Linked DNA regions of Gasterosteus aculeatus: region 1 is linked to region 2. A link is a contact called in public Hi-C data. All regions are on one chromosome and are shown on one strand. The core of a region is the stretch at or near the end of the contact, and the rest is flanking DNA. Distances in the headings are between cores, read along the strand shown. Region 1 holds the start of zeb2b (zinc finger E-box binding homeobox 2b). Region 2 has its middle 13 kb from the start of LOC120815161.

Region 1 (3,332 bases), core at 693-3,192, 42 kb after region 2:
AACGCATGGGAAGGGATGGCGCGTCTGCGATGAGTCCTGGCAGGGCCATAAACTCTAAACGGACGCGCTTGTCCGAGGCGGCGCTGAAATACGATGCCGACATTTGAAGCCGCAAACGAGCAAACTCTCATGGAAGAGGCCGCCGGTTCAAAGCCGGCTGCTGCCACTCAGGGTCAGAGGAGGCCAGCTTGCTGCCGTGAAGTTTGCAGTTAGTGGTTTCTATTCGGTGCCCACACACACACACACACACACACACACACACACACTCTCTCTTCTCTTGGCCGTGTTCCGAGGCAGCGACAGCGAGATGTTTCTTCTAAATTACATTGGATTCTGGTTCTTCCAAATAAACTGTTGTTGTAATATAAATGGCCGGTGCCGTTGTATAACATTCCTCTACAGTCAGTTACCTCGTCCTGCCGGCAGTCTGACATGATGAGATTTTCGTATCAGTGTTCTAATACACGCGATCCTCTTCTTCCAGTGAGTGATGCGGGTTCCTCTGGTTTCCTCCCGTAGCGGCTGATGGACGACTAGAGGAACATCTGTGAGACCAGACAAGGTCCTGAGAGGATGTAGACTCTGTGTACAGCGGCGGATATTAAGAGCACGCCGGTATGCAAATGTCTGTCCAGATTAGAGCTACAACAATTATTCAAATGTTTGATTAATTATTCATCGGAGACGCAGTCAATTATTAATTTCAGCCAGCGATAAGTCCTCTTTTCCCCCTCTTCTCAGAGCAAGAAGTTTTCTTGTGGGACCTATCACGGGCTCAATCCAAACCCCTTTATTTGTACAGTAAATGTGCAGGAATTGGTTTGGTGACTCACAATACACAAATATGTGTGTGCACATACACACACACACACACACTCAATCCCCTCACAACAATCAGCAGAACTGCTGACTTCTTTTCAGGGCTTCGCCCTCTATTTAAGCAGCTGATAAAGAATCGGGCCGTGTCGATGTGTTAAGATGATTCCTTTCATGGGGGGGGCGTGCAGCCAGTCCGGTGATAACTGTGAATGTCTAATGACATCTGTTTAATTGTGATTTACTACGGGGCAGGTTATGCATTCACATGTATTAAGAGGAGGTCGTCATCAAACATAATTTAGTGCATTCTCGCCTTTTGAAGTAGCAGCGGACTTACTTGCATTCATTTGAACATCCGCGGTATCATCTTCATCAGCGGAGCGCATTTATTATTCATTTTAAATGTTGATTTGTGCACCCAAACATTTGAGAACAAATACGAATGAAAAAGAATGAAATACACACACATAGCTGGTCCAACTTGAGACGTGCTGGTGGGACTAAACACAGTTTTTATTCCGTTGTCTTTCTGCAGGAAGACGTGGCGCGTTCGTCTTGTTCTTGTAAGAGTCTCGGTCGAACAAGTGGTCATTTGTAGAAGCCTCCGCGCACATTTCAGCTAACAAGAACAACATCAAAAAATCAATACTTTTTGTCTGTGTGCTAGTTTCCTCGTTGGACCGACAGAGATCAGAAAAGAGGTTTTCTCTCTCTCTCGCTCTCTCTCTCTCTCGCTCGTGGAAAATGTGAACTAAATTCATTTTGCATGTTCGCGGAACGCACGCGGGAGCCTTCGCCTCTCGGCCTTTAATTGTCCGTGGGTCTCCGGAGCCGCCGTGGAGCCGCTGCCCGGGGAGAGGAGCCCGGTTTGATGTGATCTGGGACGCCACGGCTCCTCTGTCGTGCATTCACAACCTCTGAACGCCAGCGACGAGCGGCCTTCTAATTAAAAAGAGGCTCCGGCACAAACTGAGCACTTGAGAGGCCGAGCTGCTGCCTCTGGACAGATGTTTTCAATTGTAGAAGTGGATTTTGGGGGCACCCTCTTTCTTATTGTGACTGGGCTGAACACTAATTATTTGCCATCATTTCGTAACGTTTCTTTGTTGCTTTACATCAACAGGACCAGTCGACTCCCCTGCTGTCGGCAGATCTGAGTCACCTCTTACCTAACGTAAGAACGGCGTCCCGCCCAGCACGCGAGGACGGCGTGACGGGGGAGTAAAGCTGCTGAAGAGCTGCTAACCACCTGCAATTACCGAGCCGCTTCCTCCGGTGTCGCTGGAGACGTTGGCCTTCCCGTGCTCCGCCAGATTCCTTTTGAGTGGATTTTATTTTCCTGATAAGAAGCAAACGGTGGAGGAAAAGCTGAGTCACTGTTTAGCTTGGAAAGGAGTCACAGCTGTTTGTGCCAACAATTAGAGAGCTGGCACAAATGATGAGACCTCAGTGTGAGTATCACTGGTAGCCACATCAGTCTGGCTTGCGCTGACCTTTGACCTCCTTCCTGTGGAACCGTATCTGCAGTTCTTATGAATGTGTCTGGATATGAACGGGACTTTTTTTCACTCTGTCCTCCTCTCTCACAGTGATTCTGCACACGTCATATTGGGCCGAGGACCCGCAGCAGGGAGACACATCTGGAGCACACAGGTGAGTTGTTACGCATCAATCTGTATTTCTGACATTCACGTCGTGTGACTTCTGCCCGCGCTGAATCGGGCCGTTGGTGGGGAGCGCCGGCGGCCGCTCGACGAGGTCACGGAGCGGCGTTTGGGTCCTGAGGCGCGTTCCCGCCGTGCGCGTCTCGCTTCACTGTACAGAACCCCGGCGGTGCTGAAAGACGCGTTCATTGTTTTTGAGATTACGGCATCGCTGGGCCGGTGCTCTCTTTGTTAAACATCACGTACGAGACGCTCTGCGATGTGGATGTTTGAGTGTTTGTGCGAGGGCCGCACATGTGGAAATATGCAAATAAATCCAAAAAAATACCAGAAAACCGGCAAAAAAAAAAAAAAAAAAAAAAACCTTTCGGGACTGCTTTTTTTTTTTTTTACCCGTTTTCTTAATTTTTTTTTCTCTCACTTATGTACAAAAAACATAGCAGTGAGTTTATTCGTCTGTTCTGTTACTGCTGCATGTGTACAAAGGGACGATGTAATTACACAGACGCATTCTCTAAATACTACAGAACATTCCTACAAGCCCACCACACCGCTGTGTTTGTGTTTTCTCTGTCAGAAAGCTAAAAGTGGGCCTCTGTTCACACGCACACACACTGAAGCAGAGAGGGAGAGGAAATTAGGATTATAATCTTGGTAATCAGCCGTCATGCCTGAGGCAGACAGCTGCAGAACTACACAGCTCCAATTTAGGTGTTGGACACTAAAAACCATTAAACCCGAGTGAATTTCCACTTATTGGGGTTTTTTGGGGGAAACATTTCAACTTCAGAAAATAAACCAGGGCAGAAAATGTGCTTCAGATTTTTATTTAGAGAAAAAAAAAATACA
Region 2 (3,446 bases), core at 585-3,084:
GACTTTTGAACCAAATAACCAAAAAACGGAGTTAATTGAAGTCCCATTGAGTCCGATTTGAGCAGAACAACACAGCAATAAGCAGCTGTGGTCCTTAGTCACACACTGCAGTCATGTGCTCTGCTCAATAATTCACCAACGCCAGACAGTCTTTCTGTGTAAGTTTTGAAAACAAGGATACGTTGCACTTATGCCGACCTGAAGTCATGAGAAGGGTTATGGAGCCTCGTTAACAATGCATGAGAGACGCATTCTGACTCCCCGCCGCCGTTCATGCATTTTTTAAGGAAAAATACTTTGCCGAGAGAGGGGTGACTAACTGTGTTTTGTCTAAAAATAAACCTCTTTGCTGTTGATCCTGCGTGGCCTCGCAAACCCGACACCGTCGTGGGTGAGCTGCGAGCGAGGTTGAGCGCGTAACGACGCCTTGATGGATGCGATCGTGACTTTGAGCTTCGCCTCCTTCCTCCAACGTCCATTCGAAAGACGCGCATTCACATTCGTATGTGCATATTTGTGTTAGAATATTGCTGCTGCAACTCTTGACCTTTTGCTCCTCTTTGTTGTTCGATTCTTGCGATGTTGCCAAAGCAGGAATTAAATCTCGACTGCGTGTGCTCCAAGCAGCGCTCGTCAGTTGAGGTTTGGAATAGATATAAATAGCGATCTGTGTGTATTGATTCATGCATGCATGCGTCGGATTCATGCACGGGCCCACATGTGTAGTTTGCCAGAGACGGGCGTCCTGGTTGTGTTGCCGTTTGCGCTTCTTTTTGCACGCATAGTAACGCGACATCAGGGGGCTTCCCGGTTGTCCTGTCGGCCCCGTGTGAGTCTGACTGCTGCAGTTAGCATGGAGGAGCTGATTTTAGCAGCTCTGGAGTGAAACTCCAGTTAGTAATAACAGCTTTGGGGGCCCCCGGCCCCCCCTGGGACCCCTCGCTTGGGCCTGTCTGGGAACCCGTCCATGTTAACCATACTGTAGCTGCAGTGGTATTTTAGTAAATAATATATCATACAAACGCTATTGCAGGGAACATGCATCGAAAGAAGGTTTTGCAAAGACATCCAACATCAACGGTGCGTTTGGCGTCGGGGTTTGTGATATAACTTAATACGCTGGTAATTCTGGGAGTCAGAATTTACAAGTATACTTAGGAAAATGCGGGACTGCGTTACCTGCTCGGACAGAATAATGGTGACGAGCGCCTGGTCTGAAGATAGAAATCTGAGCCGTTCCCAAAAGCAAACGCTGAGCTCCATCAATCAATGTGCGAAAAAACAACATCAACCTTCAACTGGGCCGAACGGCCCACCGGGGACACGTGGATGATTTTTATTCCACCGGGCCTGTCACCAGAAACAGAAATAGGATCCTTTAACCAACAGCGGGCAGAGCTTCAACGTGGAGGAACCGATCATTTGGGAAATGATAATAATAATGTTGCAGAAGCAGCCGGATCTACTTTCCCAGACCTCAGTGTGCCATCCCAGCAGAACTCCCGGTTATTAAACAATACATCAGGGCTGTTTGACTCTGTGTTGACACCCCGATCTCCGCGGCGGCGGCGGCGGCGCTGTTATGTTGCCGTTCCTGGATTTAATCATTTTTGGCCACTTTCCACGTCCTGCCTGAAAAGTGAAACAGCTTAGGAATGTCATTCTGTGAAAAGAAAACAGAGAGGATCCACAGAGGAAGTCCTCCCACAGTCCTCTGGTCTCCGCGCACGGCTAAAAACACACACACACACACACACACACACACACACACCTCCACTGCGATGCACACACACACACACACACACACACACATGTTCTCACACCCACATGTGAAACTCTCCCACACAGTCAAACAGGCACACAGAGACTTCCTCACTTACAGTGACATACTGATCCAGCCTCACGTGCACACGCACACACACACGCACACGCACACGCACACGGAGGGCTTGCTGGGAAACATCAGACACCCGGGGAGGAAGGAGGACAGGCTTTTCCCACATTTAGACTCCACGGATACTTCAGATGTCAGGCTAAAAATAGAGCCAGCGTTAAACCGAAGCAACACTGAATCAACCCCAGCGACCGGCCTGCCCGGCTCTGCCCTGCGCCCCCCCCTGGCCCCCCCCGGTTAAACACTCAATCGCGGGACAGCCGTCAGGATGATTGCTCGACTGGTTCCTGCGCTTTGTGATCTACCTTCTTGACCCAAATGTCACGTCGACATCTCGTACGAGGTGACGCTGGAATGTTCTCACGCCGCTGAGGTCCTGAGAGTCTGGACGCGGTCATACGAACCCCGGTGGCTTTGCCGAGCCTTTAATTTCATCTGCTGGTCGCCAAAACGAGTCGCAATATTACGTTTGGAATATCAAGTTTGTCTTGATTCATAATCACACTTGAATTTTTCCGAGTCAGGGGTCACTTTTTATATCTTTATATCTTAAACAATTATTTATGCAAATTGAGCACCTTTAGATCTCTAAATCATCAGTGTGTGTGTGTGTGTGTGTGTGTGTGTGTGTGTGTGTGTGTTAAACACAAGCTGTGATCATTTCAAGGGAAAACGCTTCAGGCATGAACGTATTTTTTGGTGTCCTGATGGTTTTTGGAGTATTTCCTTCTGGGTGCAGCCAGCGCCTCGTTCCTATTTCCACACTCTCTCACCGGGCACGAAGAGCGTTTTTCCTGCACCGCCCTCCCTCACCCTCGTACCATGTTTACATATTTTCACCAGTGACCCGTTCACCACAACCTCTGTGCTACTGAGCGGCTGCGGTTGTGCGGCGTGCCTTGCTCCAGGGCAGCATGACGGCAAAGTTTTTGATGAAGGAGAGCTTTGTCATTTTCCTCAGCAGGCGTTTCGTCTCAGCGATGACCTTCCAGTCACGAGCCTGTCTCTACAACTTTCATCCACTCTCCCCACTGCTGCCATTATGCTAAATGATCCCATTTCACATTTGCTCACTCCTCCAACTAGCACCGATTGTCCGACCCCGTCACCGTCTCCCAATAAAAACCCGTCTGGCCTTTTTACATGTTCTCCCCGCTGCCTAACTCGGCCCCCCGTCCTGGCACCCAGTCGCGTTCAATTTAGCTGATTCCTGCGTCGCCCCATAAGGGGCCAAGCCTGTTAAAACACATGCACGGCACCCACATATTCACCACAGAGCAGAGCGCGTGCAGCAAGTGGACAGGATGATTAAGGGAGCAGAGGGGGGGGACGCGGCCGAGCGACGATGCCTCCTCCGACGGGCCGGAGCCGGCCTGTAGGAAGGCATCAGCGTCGTCATTTGGAGTCGTGTCCCGGGCTCCGGCTGGTCATTCAACTCCTCCCAACCGCCTCGTGCTCCGTCCAGCTGCTCTCCTTGTTGCCTTTTTACGTAAGTGTGAGCGAGATGGTTCCTCTGCACGCCTCAGTCCCCGTCAATCCGTCCGCCTACACC

What was found. Hi-C and Micro-C count contacts between places; a contact is called where the count stands out from the background.
Region 1: a Hi-C map of skeletal muscle shows a contact between it and region 2, with 2.2 times the contacts expected there. The contact joins the promoter of zeb2b here to the enhancer-like site in region 2. A contact is called at or near these places in 2 of 6 Hi-C or Micro-C datasets (skeletal muscle and tail fin).

What each region holds. Positions count from the first base shown.
Region 1 is chr1:30,419,371-30,422,702 of fGasAcu3.hap1.1, forward strand. zeb2b (zinc finger E-box binding homeobox 2b) reads left to right here and starts at 1,943. Exons shown (of 11, transcript XM_078102633.1): 1 at 1,943-2,270; 2 at 2,409-2,472. LOC120813969 (a long non-coding RNA gene) reads right to left here. Exons shown (of 2, transcript XR_005711132.2): 2 at 993-2,158.
Region 2 is chr1:30,377,462-30,380,907 of fGasAcu3.hap1.1, forward strand. No RefSeq gene overlaps it. Among protein-coding and RNA genes, the nearest start is that of LOC120815161, 13 kb to the right of the region's middle. Within about 2 kb of position 1,835, at least 4 of the 9 cell types and tissues checked have open chromatin away from gene starts, as enhancers often do.